Regions from separate parts of the Sus scrofa genome. Here all the other regions are linked to region 3. Evidence: chromatin contacts called from public Hi-C data. All regions are on one chromosome and are shown on one strand. The core of a region is the stretch at or near the end of the contact, and the rest is flanking DNA. Distances in the headings are between cores, read along the strand shown.

Region 1 (4,314 bases), core at 972-3,471, 390 kb after region 3:
TGGAAGAACTCATTACCAATAAAAACTTTAGTCAAAGTACATGCCAGGGGTATTATCTCTTTGAATTAAATAGCACATTTTTTTCCTTGTTTCGTGTGAGAATGTCCTTCTGGGTGCCTCTGTGTACAGCACTTGGAGTTTTCAGAACTCTTGACCTGCTGCCTTTGAATCCACCATTTACTATATGCCCCCAGCTTTTGGGCAGCCAGATTGCCTCCTGAAATCTGATCATCTCCACTTTCCTTTCAGAAGCCACACTTCTTTTTCAATTAGAATGCCTGTTCCACCCAACAGTGTACCCTCTGTCCTCTTAATAACTCAGCAGCTCCTGTAGGGCAAGGCAGAAGTACATGATGGTGACAAGGGGCAGGAGAGCTCTTTCTGGGCTGATTCATAACATTGCAGATATATCCCAAGAGCAAATGGAAGTTATTTAAGGGTGAGGATAACATTTTATATTTTATGTTTAACCACAACCCAGTGCCCTACACAGTGTAGAGACTCAGTAAATATTGGCTGAATTAATGTACTAAGAAGTATATCAGGTAACTTGCCTTATCAAGGCTTTTAAGCCTAGATTATTAGGTTATTAATTTAATTAAAGAATAAATATTCTCTCTCCATGTATATTTCTTTTTTTGGCTGCACCCATGGCATACGGAAGTTCCCTGGTTAGGGATCAAACCCACACCACAGCCGTGATCCAAGCCATAGCAGTGACAATGCCAGGTCCTTAACCCTCAAGCCACTAGGGACCTCCTCTATCTCTATACTTAAGTCTGGGATTATAGTGAAGCAGAGTCCTGTTCTGAGTAGCACCTGCCATTTGGCAGTTTTCTTGTTTTTCTTCATGTATTACTTACTCTTATACCCTGCTTGGGGCTGCATTATAAGTACAAGATGAAGCAAAGAACTGAATTAGATGAAAAAAAAAATCTAGTCCTTACTCTGGAGTTTAAAGGAATGAGAATGAACCCATGATGAAATATTACACTTCTGTTAATATAAAAAATTCTATATTGTCATATCACTCTTTTCTTGCCAGCAGAGATCTGATAAGAGGTTTCAGCAAATTAGAAGTAGTTAGGAAAGTTGAGGCATTTTAAATTCATAATCAAATTGTATCTTTTCAGGGTGTTCTTGTCAAAGGTGATTGGCATATCTTAATGTGCTCCTTTTTTAAACTTGAAATCCTAACAGCAATGTTTTCCAAAAAGAAAAGCATATTCATAATTCCACCATCTTGATACTATTTTAATTTTTACATGTCTTCCAAACTTTGTCCAAATGCATAGATGCTTTATATATTTGTCTTTCTCCTGTGCATACTATTTTCATTTCTAGGTTGCCCTGGGAGAATTTCATCTGCTAGATGGAGGCTCAGAACTTCGGAATGGCTCCAAGAATCCTAATCTGTGCTGCTGTAGAAATTGATCAGAATGACTTGTCATTCTTTGGAGAGGTATCACCTTTAATCCAGAAGGCTTGGGTGAGAGGCTGAAGCAGAATGGGACAATGGCCTTTATGAACGAGACCAGTGACCTCACTGGAAAAGAAATGAAGATTAGGTTTTATAAGGAAAGGTAGATATTTAAGCAGAATAATTTCAGATGCCAGGAAGGTCCCTCTTCCCACCTAACCAAAACAAATAAGAAACAAAAAATAGAAACCCAAAGTAACAACCACAATAAAAGCATCTTTAGTTAACATAAAATACAAGCTTTACTAGTTAACGAATACTTGAAATTAGGTTAAGAAAGCAATAGCGTTTAAAACAAAATTTAAATATTAGAAGTTGACATATGTTTTACTAAAGGGGCAAGGGAAGGTGATAGTGTCTTTGATAGGAATGGGGTGTGAGGGGACACGGCACGGCCGTTATGCTTTTTTCAAGGAAGAAAGGTCAGGGAAAAAAAGATATAGGATAAACCTCATCGATTCTTAATTTTTTTCAGAGTCAGGCTCTTTCGAATTATTTAAGTAACAGAAGAGAGGCCTGCGAAAATGTGAAATAGCCAAACAGAAATAATCTGAAACTGGAAAAGAATCTTGTGGCCTCCGACGCAGTCTTCGGTGAAGTCCCTCCAGGAGCTCTGTGGGCCTCAGGACTGACACCACGGGTGTGGGGAGTGTTTCAGAGCAGGGGAGGGGCCCTGGCCGCGAGCGAGGACGACGCCCGCCTCCAGGTTACCGACGACAGCGGAGGCGTGCGGGAGCCGGCGCCCAGCGCACAGGTGGCCCTGCCGCGCCAGCTGCGCGCCGCGCTCGCTCCGCTGGTGGGCCGCCAGGCGTCGCGCTGGAGCCGCGGTTGCCGGGGAGACCGAGCGGGGCGAGTGGGCGGCGCGGAGCCGAGCGGGAGCCGGCTGCAGCCAGAGTATCAGGGCTAGAGTTGGGGGGGAGTGGCTCCCCCGGCTGCGCTAGGGGCCGGCGGGTCCTAGGGCAGCGCGAGGTGGCCGTGGCGCCGCGGGGCGAGTCCGGCGAGCCCGGAACGCGCAGGCTCTCAGCTCGGCCTCCGGAGTCGAGCGGGGGGGGAGTTGCACTCGCCTGGTCTGCGCGCCCCACTGTCCCAGCCCCGCTGGACGGACTGCGGCCGGGCGGTGGCTCTGGGAGGTCCGTACTGCCCCGAGAGCGCCGAGAGCCCGGCCCGCGCCTCCGTTGCCTCGACGAGGAGCCGGGCGGACGGCGGGCGCGCTCCCCGCGGCCCCGGGATGACTTGTCGGGGCTCTCCTCTGGCGCCTTTGCTGTTCCTCTCTCTGCATGGTGAGTAGCCCGAGCCCTCCCCTCCCGGTGGGGCCGGGCGGGGCCGGCGGGCAGGGGGAGGCTGTCTGGGACGTTCACAGCCTTGTCGCCGGGGAGGTCTTGGGATCCCAACTTTCTCCGGGGGCCCTATTCGTTGCTGTCTGCCGAGGCTCCTGCGCCCACGCACCCTGCAGCCCCTCCGGCGCCCCCGTCCCCGCCCCCTGCACGGCTCAGGTGTTCTGATCCGAGAGGTAACTATGCCTGCCACCGCGTTACTGCCGCCCTGACTCTGACCCTGACCCCGACCCCGTTCTTTGCCCTTTTTAGATAACGAACTCCCCTAACTTACAGGGTCCAGGGAGAGTTAATGCGAGTTAGAATCGTTTCTGTCGCCGGGCGGCTTCAGGAAAACTGGAGAGGCTTGTGAAATAATTTGGAAAACTTTAAGTTGTAGTTATCCCCAAAGGTTTAACAAGCATGTGCAGGGTATGACTGAAAATGTGATATTTGTATAAAAAATAACTATGGAAGTGTGCTATCCTGTGTTCGAAAATAAACTTTTTTTTTTGATAGTCTGGCTTCTTCCCCAAAGAATTTAAACTGACAAAAATACATAGACTATTGCAATATTAGAACAAAAGAAATATGTGTTTGATTTTCTTGTTAACTGTTTTTAAAAAATCTATTTAAATTTAATTTTCTGATTTCTATTTAAGCTTTCTTATGTTTTATTTTCAATGACTAGCCCCTATATATAGACTCTAATTTTCGTTTTATACAGTGCCCTTTCTTTTTGTGAGTGTCCTGTGGTTTCAAGTTTTCTGTTCCATTTATGAGGTTGTTGAGATTTACTGAGATTTATTCTGTAGGGTTTTTATTTAAAAAGCAGGTTCACTGATGTATGGAGTGTCGTGGTTAATTTTGTTTCTTTCTGGAGGTATCAGTATGTTTCCCATAATTTTATGACCTCATTTGAACTGATAATGTACCCATAGATCTTGAGGTAACCTAATTTTAGTAGACTTAAAGTGTGCAAGTTCATTTAAGGGAAGGAAGAAAGGAGTACAGAACTTCTGTATACTTTATCCATAGAAGACAGAAGAGGAAATCATCAAAATTACAGATAACTTCTCTGGAAATCAGTAGGTATATATTTAGTGATGATGTGTAGATAATAAAGTGACATCAGTATGTACATTATATAAGCTTGTGCTTCCAAATTAATTTTGTCTGGTTACTACTTTGAGAGGAGGAACATTTCTGTCTTACCTTCTTTAAATGTGAAATAAGAGTAAAAGCGTTTTTAAAGAATCTATTGGACATCACTGAAACTATTATGAATATTACTATAAGAACAGCTGAAATTTATGGTGAAAATGTGTTGTTAACCTTTGTATATTACAATAAATGCCTCTCTCTTCTTGTAAATATCATTTGTGAATGGTTTGTTTTTTAGGTATTAGGCAGCACTTTTAAAGGGTTGGTGAAATTTGTAGAATCATCTCACTTGTTTCTTTTCTTTCAACAAGAAACTTTTCCTAAACTTTAGTAGGATGTTTTTAAAGACTTCCAAGG
Region 2 (3,971 bases), core at 541-3,040, 360 kb before region 3:
AATGCGTGTCCATTCACTGGCCCTAGACCAGTTCCAAAGAGGCTCCATCTGTATTCCATCACCTTCCCTTTCTAAGCAGACTCATGTGAACAGACAGCCATACAACTAAAAGGATGTGCAGTTTTTTTGGGGCTCATGCTGCCTGTTTTCTGCAGATTTGGTGGTTCTCAGTCTTTGTCATTTATTCATTGTTTATTGAAGTCTTTTGTTGTTGTTTTTCACCAGCCAGGGCCTTTTACTAAGCTCTTAGAAAAACCAACTTTGGCAAGGGGCCTTTGGAGAGCTTTGGGGTGGGCTGCACATTCAGGGTGGTTCTACAGTGTGCTGCCTAAGAAAACCACTGATGTTGCTGCAGGCTCAGTCCTGTGTGCATGCAGCAGTGGCCTGACCAGGATGACATAAATAGACAGTTGATTCATTTCCTAAAGGACCTGGATCCCCTGTTAAATAAAGGAGAAGGGAGGTCCTCCATGAAGACATACATGGGTATACACATGGGAATGACTAATTGTGACCAAACAGGACCAGCTATCCCACTGTCACCTGGAGGTCAGAGGACTTTGGATTTTGCTCCCCGGGGGTTGGAGATGTAGCAGGTATTGTCCTGCTTTTATTGTCAAGAGGGTCTAGCCCCTGTCACTGACCCTTGCCTCTCTCCACTCACTAAATTTTCTGGTGCTCAGGATCCTCATAAATAACATGAATCTGCTGGGAGAGGCTGATGTGGCCTTTGCATGAAAAGGAAGAGCGGAGTGTGATATTCTGGAGTTGTTGCCACAGGCGGATCTGGCAGGGAGAGATGCGAAGAGGAGCTGTGGAGGTACCTGCCCTCAGAAGCTGACCCAGAGAGACCCTCCCTGCCCCCTGCTGGGGTGAAGGGTGGAGAGCATGCAGTTCAGGGAGATAGTGTTGAACTTGGGGAGAAAGAAAGGAAGGAGAGTGGTCATCCCCAGGCCAGAGGATAAGGGCGGGCGGTGGGGGGTGGGGTGGGGGGGGATTCTAAAGAAAACATGAATGGTTTCTGCTGTAGAAGGAGCAAGGGTCCCCAGGAGGAGAGGAGAGAGGAGACTAGCATAGGACTCTTGTGAAAAGGGAGCAAAGAAAGGACCGCACAGGCAGTCTGCAGGATGGGAACTTGATGGAACCCAGGGCTGAGCTGGGACCAACAGTGAAGGACAAAGGGTTACCAGAGACTCACAAAGGAAGCCTGATGCTTGGTGGGGACTTAACAGCAGTTGGAGATTCTGAAATTAGGCCAAATGAAACGCTGCTTCAGGATTTCCTGATCCACAGGGGAGTCGGCTGTGATATACAGCACCCTCAGCGTGAACGATCTGAGGTGACGCAGTGATATGGGATAGATGGCTGATCACAACACAAAACTAGAAAACATTAGAAAAAAACGTGTGAAATGCACGGTCCTCCCCTGCAGAAAGAACATGTGAAAAGGAAGGACTAGAGAAAGGTGTTGGGAAGGAAAGTAGGAGAGTGGGAAGCCATCAACTAGTAACCTTTGGAGTCAAATATTTAGAGATCACGTGAGCAGTGCTGTGGCTAGACCTGGGCCAACTGGCCAGAAATCGGGTGTTGACGTGGGAAGTGGTTGTCTATGTGCAAGAAAGAGACGCCCAGTAAGAGGTCCGAGATGCTGTCTGTGAAGTTTGAAGTTTAGCAGAGAGCGTGTGAAGGAGGAAATTCTCACTAGAGCAGGAAACAGTAAATGCTAGAAGGGAGGCAGAGAGAAGCCCTCCTCAAGGGTTGGGATGTGGTTGAGAGACATGGAGAATGCACACCAAGGACGTGAGAGTGGGGGATTGTTGTTCAGACAGAGGCGAGAGCAGAGTGAAAGAAGTTCAAGCCAAGCAAAGGACCTGGCCTTGACCAGTAGCACTGTTGCAGGAGAGGAGGCAGCAATAGGAGAGGAAGAGGGCAGATTAAACATGGCTGAAGAGAAACTGCTGGTATGGAGTGTTTTTCATAAGGTAACTTACAAAAAGAAAAGCAGAAGAGCTGCTGGTTAATGCTGAGGCCTGAAAAGGACCCCCAAGAGAAAAGCAGACAAGCCCAGTGTTGTAGCCATAAACAAGGGAGAAACAGCTGACTGTGTGACTCCAGGAGGCACTTGCCAAAGCAGGAGATTGGCAGTTCAGAGGCCCCAGCCTCCTGCCTCCCCATCCCTTGTCCATCATTCAGAGCATCCCTTAGGGCCTGTCCACATGCTGCATTTGCTGGGGAAGCGACTCTCCAGGGGCACAGACAGGAGGGTCACTGAGACACTGGTCAGCTCTGCTTGGCACTCCCTGGCTGCAGTGAGAGATTTTGCCAAGATCTCAGGTTAGTGGAGGTGCCCCTGAGTCAGCTTAGGTGGGGTCCGAGGATTATGCACTTGAGGGAGTCTTCTTTATGAAAAAAAAATACAAAGTTGCAAGTACATAATTAAGTACCAAAGAGAATATGTGTTTACAAGAAAGAATAAGAGAGAAATCACAATAAATTACAAATATTAAGAAGGACAGGTAAAATCACAAAATCCAGGAAAATAGCATAACATTTTAATTAATTGCCTGACACACTTCTCTGATATCTTTGACTTTTCTCTGTGGAAGACAGAATAACAACCCCCCAGAATATTCACACCCTAATCCCTGGAATATGTGAAACCTATGGCAAAAGGGTCTTTGCAGCTGTGATTGAGGGTACAAACCTTGAGCTGGGGAGTTACCTAGAATTACCCAGGTGGGCTCAATCTAATTACATGAGTCCTTAAAAGTCTTTCCTGGGTTTATTCAGAGAAAGAGATGTGATGATGGAAAAGAGCTCAGGTGCTGCATTGCTAGCTTTGAAGATGGAAGAAGAGACCAAGAACGGGGGTGGCATCTAGAAGCTGAAAAAGGCAAGGATTCTCCTCTGAGCCTGCCTGAAGGAACCCGCTTGGTGACACCTTAATTTTAGCCTAGTGGTGCTGATTTGGGACTTTGGACATCCAGAATTGTAAGGTGATATACCTTGTATCAAGCCACCAGTTTCTTTTTCTTTTTTTCTTTTCTTTTTTTTTTTTTTTGTCTTTTTAGAGCCACACCTGCAGCATATGGAGGTTCCCAGGCCAGGGGTCTAATCAGAGCTACAGCTGCCGGCCTACACCACAGCTCACGGCAACACTGGGTCCTTAACCCACTGAGCAGCGCCAGGGATTGAACCCGCAACCTCGTGGTTCCTAGTCAGATTCATTTCCGCTATGCCATGACGGGAACTCCCAGTTTCTGCATTATTACAGCAGCAATAGAAAATGAATTATACTCTTCATAGAACAATGATTTTGTAACATCTTTTTATTTTCTTTTTAGGACCACATCTATGGCATGTGAAAGTTTCCAGGCTAGGGGTTGAATTGGAGCTGCAGTGCTGATCTGCTCCACAGCCACAGCAACCCCTTATCCAAGACACATCTTTGACCTGTGCTGCAGCTTGTAGCAATGCCCGATCCTTCACCCACTGTGCAAGGCCAGGGATTGAACCTACACTTCTTGGGTACTAGTCATGTTTATAACCTGCTGAGCCACAATGAGAATGCCATGTCTTTTTTTTTTTAATATAAATAATAGAAGATAATGAAATCTTCTAGCATTGCTGATCAAATTTACTCTTTATTATGATAGTGGAGAAGTTTTATCTTTACAACTAAGTCAACTTAAGAAAACCTCTATCAAGATTTTTTTTTCTCATATTTGGAGGGACTTTCCGTAGGTTAAGTTCTGGCTCCACGCATTTGAAACCTTGGTCCCCTCTGTTAGCCTGTGCTGGACACCGCAGAGCACGGTGATGTGACACATGCAGGCCCTGTACTTTCCTGTCAGCACGGTGGACGAGCAGGCAGAGTGGGCGTTTCTGGCACCATGTCCATGCTGGATGGCTAGCAGTGACTCCGCTCTGCCTCAGCAACTGCAGCCATGTGCCAAACTGAAGGTATCTCC
Region 3 (4,505 bases), core at 193-2,692:
TTCAGCTCCAACATTCTGTGGTTTTATAAAGCTGATCAAAATAACCCTTTTCTGTTATATACTATATAGGCTCCTTCACAAATATCTCAAATAAATTTTGGAAGGACCAATAAGAAGGGCGGCTTATCTTTAAAACAAAGATGATGAAACCTAAATAAAGTAATTAATACAATTCCACCAGCTCCCCTGCCTGAACTATCTCAGCAACATAATAAAGCTTCGACGTTAATTTAACCAATGTTGATAACACAGTATAGTATATAGTAAAGTACTTCATAAAAGGGCAAACTTTTTACCAGTAATTGATGAACGAAACAATGATGAAATTAATTATCGTGAGTTTTCCATTAAAGTTAATTCAATTTAAAGGGTTATTTCTTTTATTCTGAAACATCCTTATTTGTGAATCCAGCTAATTTCTTTATAAAATGATGAGACAATAGTTGCTACTATTTTTTATATATTCCTTATTTAGCAGAATAAAAATTTTACAACTCTTTCTGCTATCTCTGAACTTCCATTTTTGCGCCGGGGAGGAGGGCTATTGGTCATAAACTATCAAAATTTGGGATCAAGTTATATAAGAAAAGGAATATTGCAGTCCTGCAGATGTGGGTTCTCGCGTCACCAAGTACCTTGGCCCAATTCTTCTAATCTGTAAAATCGAGGTAATTACACTAAGACTCTACTCCCTAAATATCCCTAAAAGCTCTGACATTCAATGAGGCTCACCTTTACCACCTGAAAACCGGCCTGTCAATCATAAGAACCACCTAGCCGCTATGTTAGGATACAAGCTTGGAGTACAAGCACTAGAACCCAAAATTCCGTTTAAAAATAAATCACACCACCCTGGGGTCCTTCATCCCGGATGACCCAGGTTTCAGGTCACCTCCTTCGTAGCCCCTCCCCACAGACCGTAGGCACTTTTACTCTTTGACAAACAGCTCCCGGAGTCGGTCCCATCCGGATTCCGGGTATCGGGCTTCCGGGACGCAGGAAGGCAGCTTAAGGTCCTCCGCAAGACCCTTGGAATCGGTGGCCACAGCTCCAGCAGCAAAGACCCGAGGGAAAGGATTCAGCGCCCTGCAGAGCAAGCTCCGTGGAGCCGGCGGCCGCACCTCCATGGTCTCCTCAGAACCTGCCGGACAGCTTGGGCGCTCAGGGCCCCAAGGTCTCCGGGAGGCGCCGTGGGAGAAGAGCGAAGATAACTGCAAGAATAAGTGACGAATACTGGTACACTACGCTCTAGCAAATTCGCGGCCGTAGCGGTAGCCACACACCGTGACAGACCTGCACTCCCAGACTAACCTCACTTTGGAAGCCCTTGGACACACGAGACAGGAAGTCCCGCCCCAACCAGGGCAAAGGCTACTGGGCTGGGCGAGGGCGGAGCCGGAGCCGGAAGCACTTCCGGTTTGAGGTGGGACGGATCTTAGAGGTGGCAAGCTGACTCGCCGGAAGTGAGCTGGCGGCGTGTAACAGCTCTCTGCACCGTCTGGCCCCCGCCTCCTGCGCCAGTGAAACTGTGTGGGGCAGTTTCCAGGCAACCAGACCGGGTCATTAGCTGAAGTAGGTTAGCGTATTTTATTTTTTATGTAATTTTTATTTTTCCATTATAGTTGATTTACAGTGTTCTGACAATTTCTAGTGTAAAGCATAATTACCCAGTCATACATAGGCTTTTTCTCACATTATCCTCTATGATGTTCCATCACAAGTGACTCGATACAGTTCCCTGTGCTATATAGCAGGATCTCATTGCTTATCTACTCCAAATGCAATAGTTTGAAGTTAGCTTATTTTAAAAAGCAGGAATGTAGATGAAGAAAGTGCAGTGTTCAACACAAATGGGGTACAGAAAGGGGAAGGCAGTTTGCAGAACTACAAGCCCAACCCACCCTGTCATAGCTCGGGAAACCTCTGAGGTTGGGCGAGGTCTATTCTCGATTTCAGAAAGTTAGGAGGCTTTTAAGAGGGGTCTTGTTGCCAGTTACACCCAGATTTCCAGAACATTTTTATGTAGAAGAATCGGTTCAGGGCTTCACAAGATGGGTTTTATTCACCTTGGTTCATATAACTACTCTTTCTTAAAAGGCAGGACACTTTCTCTCAGATGTTTGCTTGGTAGTCCAGCAATAATTTCCTGTCACTACAGCCTCTGCTATCATATGCTTCAAAGTATAATTTTATTAAAATGCACGCTTATGAAGGAATTCCCACTGTGGCACAACAGGATCCGCGGTGTCTTGGCAGCACTTGGGAGCCTGGTTCTATCCCTGCCTGGTTCCTTAGCTATGGTTTAGGTACTCGGATCTGATCCCCAGCCCTGGAACCCCATATGCCACCTCGGCCAAAAACAACAACAAAAACAAGACAGCTCGCATGTTAAGTATTTTTAAACTGATTTGTGTTTCTTTTTTTTTTTTTTTTTTTGCCTTTTTTTAGGGCTGCATCTGCAGCATATGTTAGTTCCCAGACTAGGGGTCAAATCCAAGCTACAGCTGCTGGCTTAAGCCACAGCCACTGCAACGAAGGATCCGAGCCAGGTCTTCGACCTACACTACAAGGCAGGGCAATGCAGGATCACCAACACTGAGCCAGGCCAGGGGTAGAACCACATCCTCATGGATCCTAATTGGGTCCGTTAACCCCTGAGACATGAAGGGAACTCCTGATTTGTGTAATTTCATCTGATCTTTGCTAGGAATCATACACATTGTCTTCGCCAATTCCTACCCATCATTTATTCCTTTCTAGGAATAATTCAAAATAATTACAATCTTTAGTAGGATACAGTAAAGAGAATTCCAGAATTTGATAGCTGGAAGTCTCTAGATATGGTCCAGAGAAGTGACTGATAGAGTGACTAGCTGAGTTAGTCTAATCACAGTGCCAGGAAGAGCTCTCTAGTGTCTGGGAGAGAGGATTAGATTCAGTTCCCATCAGAGCACTTACTACATTGCATCATGATTTCCTCTTTGCTATGTGTCTCAATAGACTAACTTTGAGGTCAAGAGACTATGTTTATTCATCTGTGTCTCCAGTACCTACCATGACTGGCACATAGGTTGTCGAATGAAAAATTCAGATCCCCTGACTCCTGGCTCTGACTCCAGGTTGCCGTTTATCCCATATAGGCAGAGGTAGGCACCAGACTAAAATCTTTAGGTCTGAAAGCCCAAGGAAATGGCTGTGCAGGCTCTCTAGTCTTCATGTGGAAAATCTAAATGCTTGAGATGACATCAGAATCATTCTGGGATGAGAAGGACTTTGAATTGGAGGATGGGAGTGTTGGGCAGATATGAAATCATTCATATACAAGTCAAATGTCCCAAATTCTCTACCTTGTAGATACAAATGAGGATATAATAACAGACAAATTTTATTAACTCCATAGCTCCCTTCTTTTTTGGGTAACTGAAGCCTCCTTTTTTTTTTATTTTATTTTATGTCACACCCACAGCATATGTAAGTTCCCAGGCTAGGGACTAAATCCAAGCCACAACTGTGGCCTGTGCTGCAGCTGCTGCAACACTGGATCCTTAACCCACTGCACCAGGCCGAGGACTGAACCTGTGCTTCCAAAGTAAACTGAGATGCTGCAGTTGGATTCTTAACCCACTGTGCCACAGTAGGAACTCCCTGAAGCCTCACTTTTTTTTTTTTTTTTTTTTTTTTTGTCTTTTTGCTATTTCTTTGGGCCGCTTCTGCGGCATATGGAGGTTCCCAGGCTAGGGGTCGAATCGGAGCTGTAGCCACCGGCCTACGCCAGAGCCACAGCAACGCGTGACCCGAGCCGCGTCTGCAACCTACACCACAGCTCACGGCAACGCCGGATCGTCAACCCACTGAGCAAGGGCAGGGACCGAACCCGCAACCTCATGGTTCCTAGTCGGATTCGTTAACCACTGCGCCACGACGGGAACTCCGAAGCCTCACTTTTAAGGTTCTCTTTGCCATCTGGTAGTTCAAGAAGTCCCCAGAACCTAGGCCCTACTCACACAGTTAACTGCTTTTCCATCTCGGCTCTTCAAACCACTTTTCTGTCACCCTTCCACTGTCTTCTGCCAAGCACCTGCGGCTTACCTTCCTTTACCACTCTGGAAATACTCTCCTTCCTCTGTGGTCTGCTTTTTTGAAAGGTCTCAGAACAACACTAAGCCAAAAGATGTTATACAGTTCACTTGGATCACCCTGTTTCACACACACCTTGCTCCTCCCCAAGATGTGCATTTGCCACCAGAGTAAAGGCATCAGGGAAAAATTTCAAGGCAGTCACCACACTGTATCTGGAACCACCATCATTCTAGTTTCAGACCTTTTACTGAGTTCTGCTCATAGAACCCAACAGCTTCTTCCTTCATCATGAATTTTCTGCCAGGTGTCAGAAGGTTCCCTTTCCTTGCTAGGTTCACCAGATACTGCCCTTGCTATATAAATTACATTTTATTATTATATATGACATAAACTGTTACCACAGGTGGAGGGAATGAATTTTGAGA

What was found. A called contact is a pair of places that touch in the nucleus more often than the background predicts.
Region 1: a Hi-C map of embryonic fibroblasts shows a contact between it and region 3, with 2.5 times the contacts expected there. The contact joins the promoter of IGSF11 here to the promoter of TIMMDC1 in region 3. A contact is called at or near these places in 2 of 47 Hi-C or Micro-C datasets (embryonic fibroblasts and heart right ventricle).
Region 2: a Hi-C map of liver shows a contact between it and region 3, with 4 times the contacts expected there. The contact joins the enhancer-like site here to the promoter of TIMMDC1 in region 3. A contact is called at or near these places in 1 of 5 promoter capture datasets (liver) and 1 of 47 Hi-C or Micro-C datasets (liver).

The regions. Positions count from the first base shown.
Region 1 is chr13:141,146,268-141,150,581 of Sscrofa11.1, forward strand. It overlaps IGSF11 (immunoglobulin superfamily member 11), which reads left to right and starts at 2,222. Exons shown (of 7, transcript XM_013982416.2): 1 at 2,222-2,760. The coding sequence starts at 2,709.
Region 2 is chr13:140,392,656-140,396,626 of Sscrofa11.1, forward strand. All of the region lies in intron 1 of NR1I2 (nuclear receptor subfamily 1 group I member 2), which reads right to left. Among named protein-coding and RNA genes, the nearest start is that of NR1I2, 11 kb to the right of the region's middle. Within about 2 kb of position 1,791, at least 5 of the 83 cell types and tissues checked have an H3K27ac peak or open chromatin away from gene starts, as enhancers often do. A contact at or near this core is called in liver, where this site is marked.
Region 3 is chr13:140,757,256-140,761,760 of Sscrofa11.1, forward strand. It overlaps TIMMDC1 (complex I assembly factor TIMMDC1, mitochondrial), which reads right to left and starts at 1,443. Exons shown (of 8, transcript XM_021070323.1): 1 at 1,312-1,443; 2 at 934-1,211. The coding sequence starts at 1,127.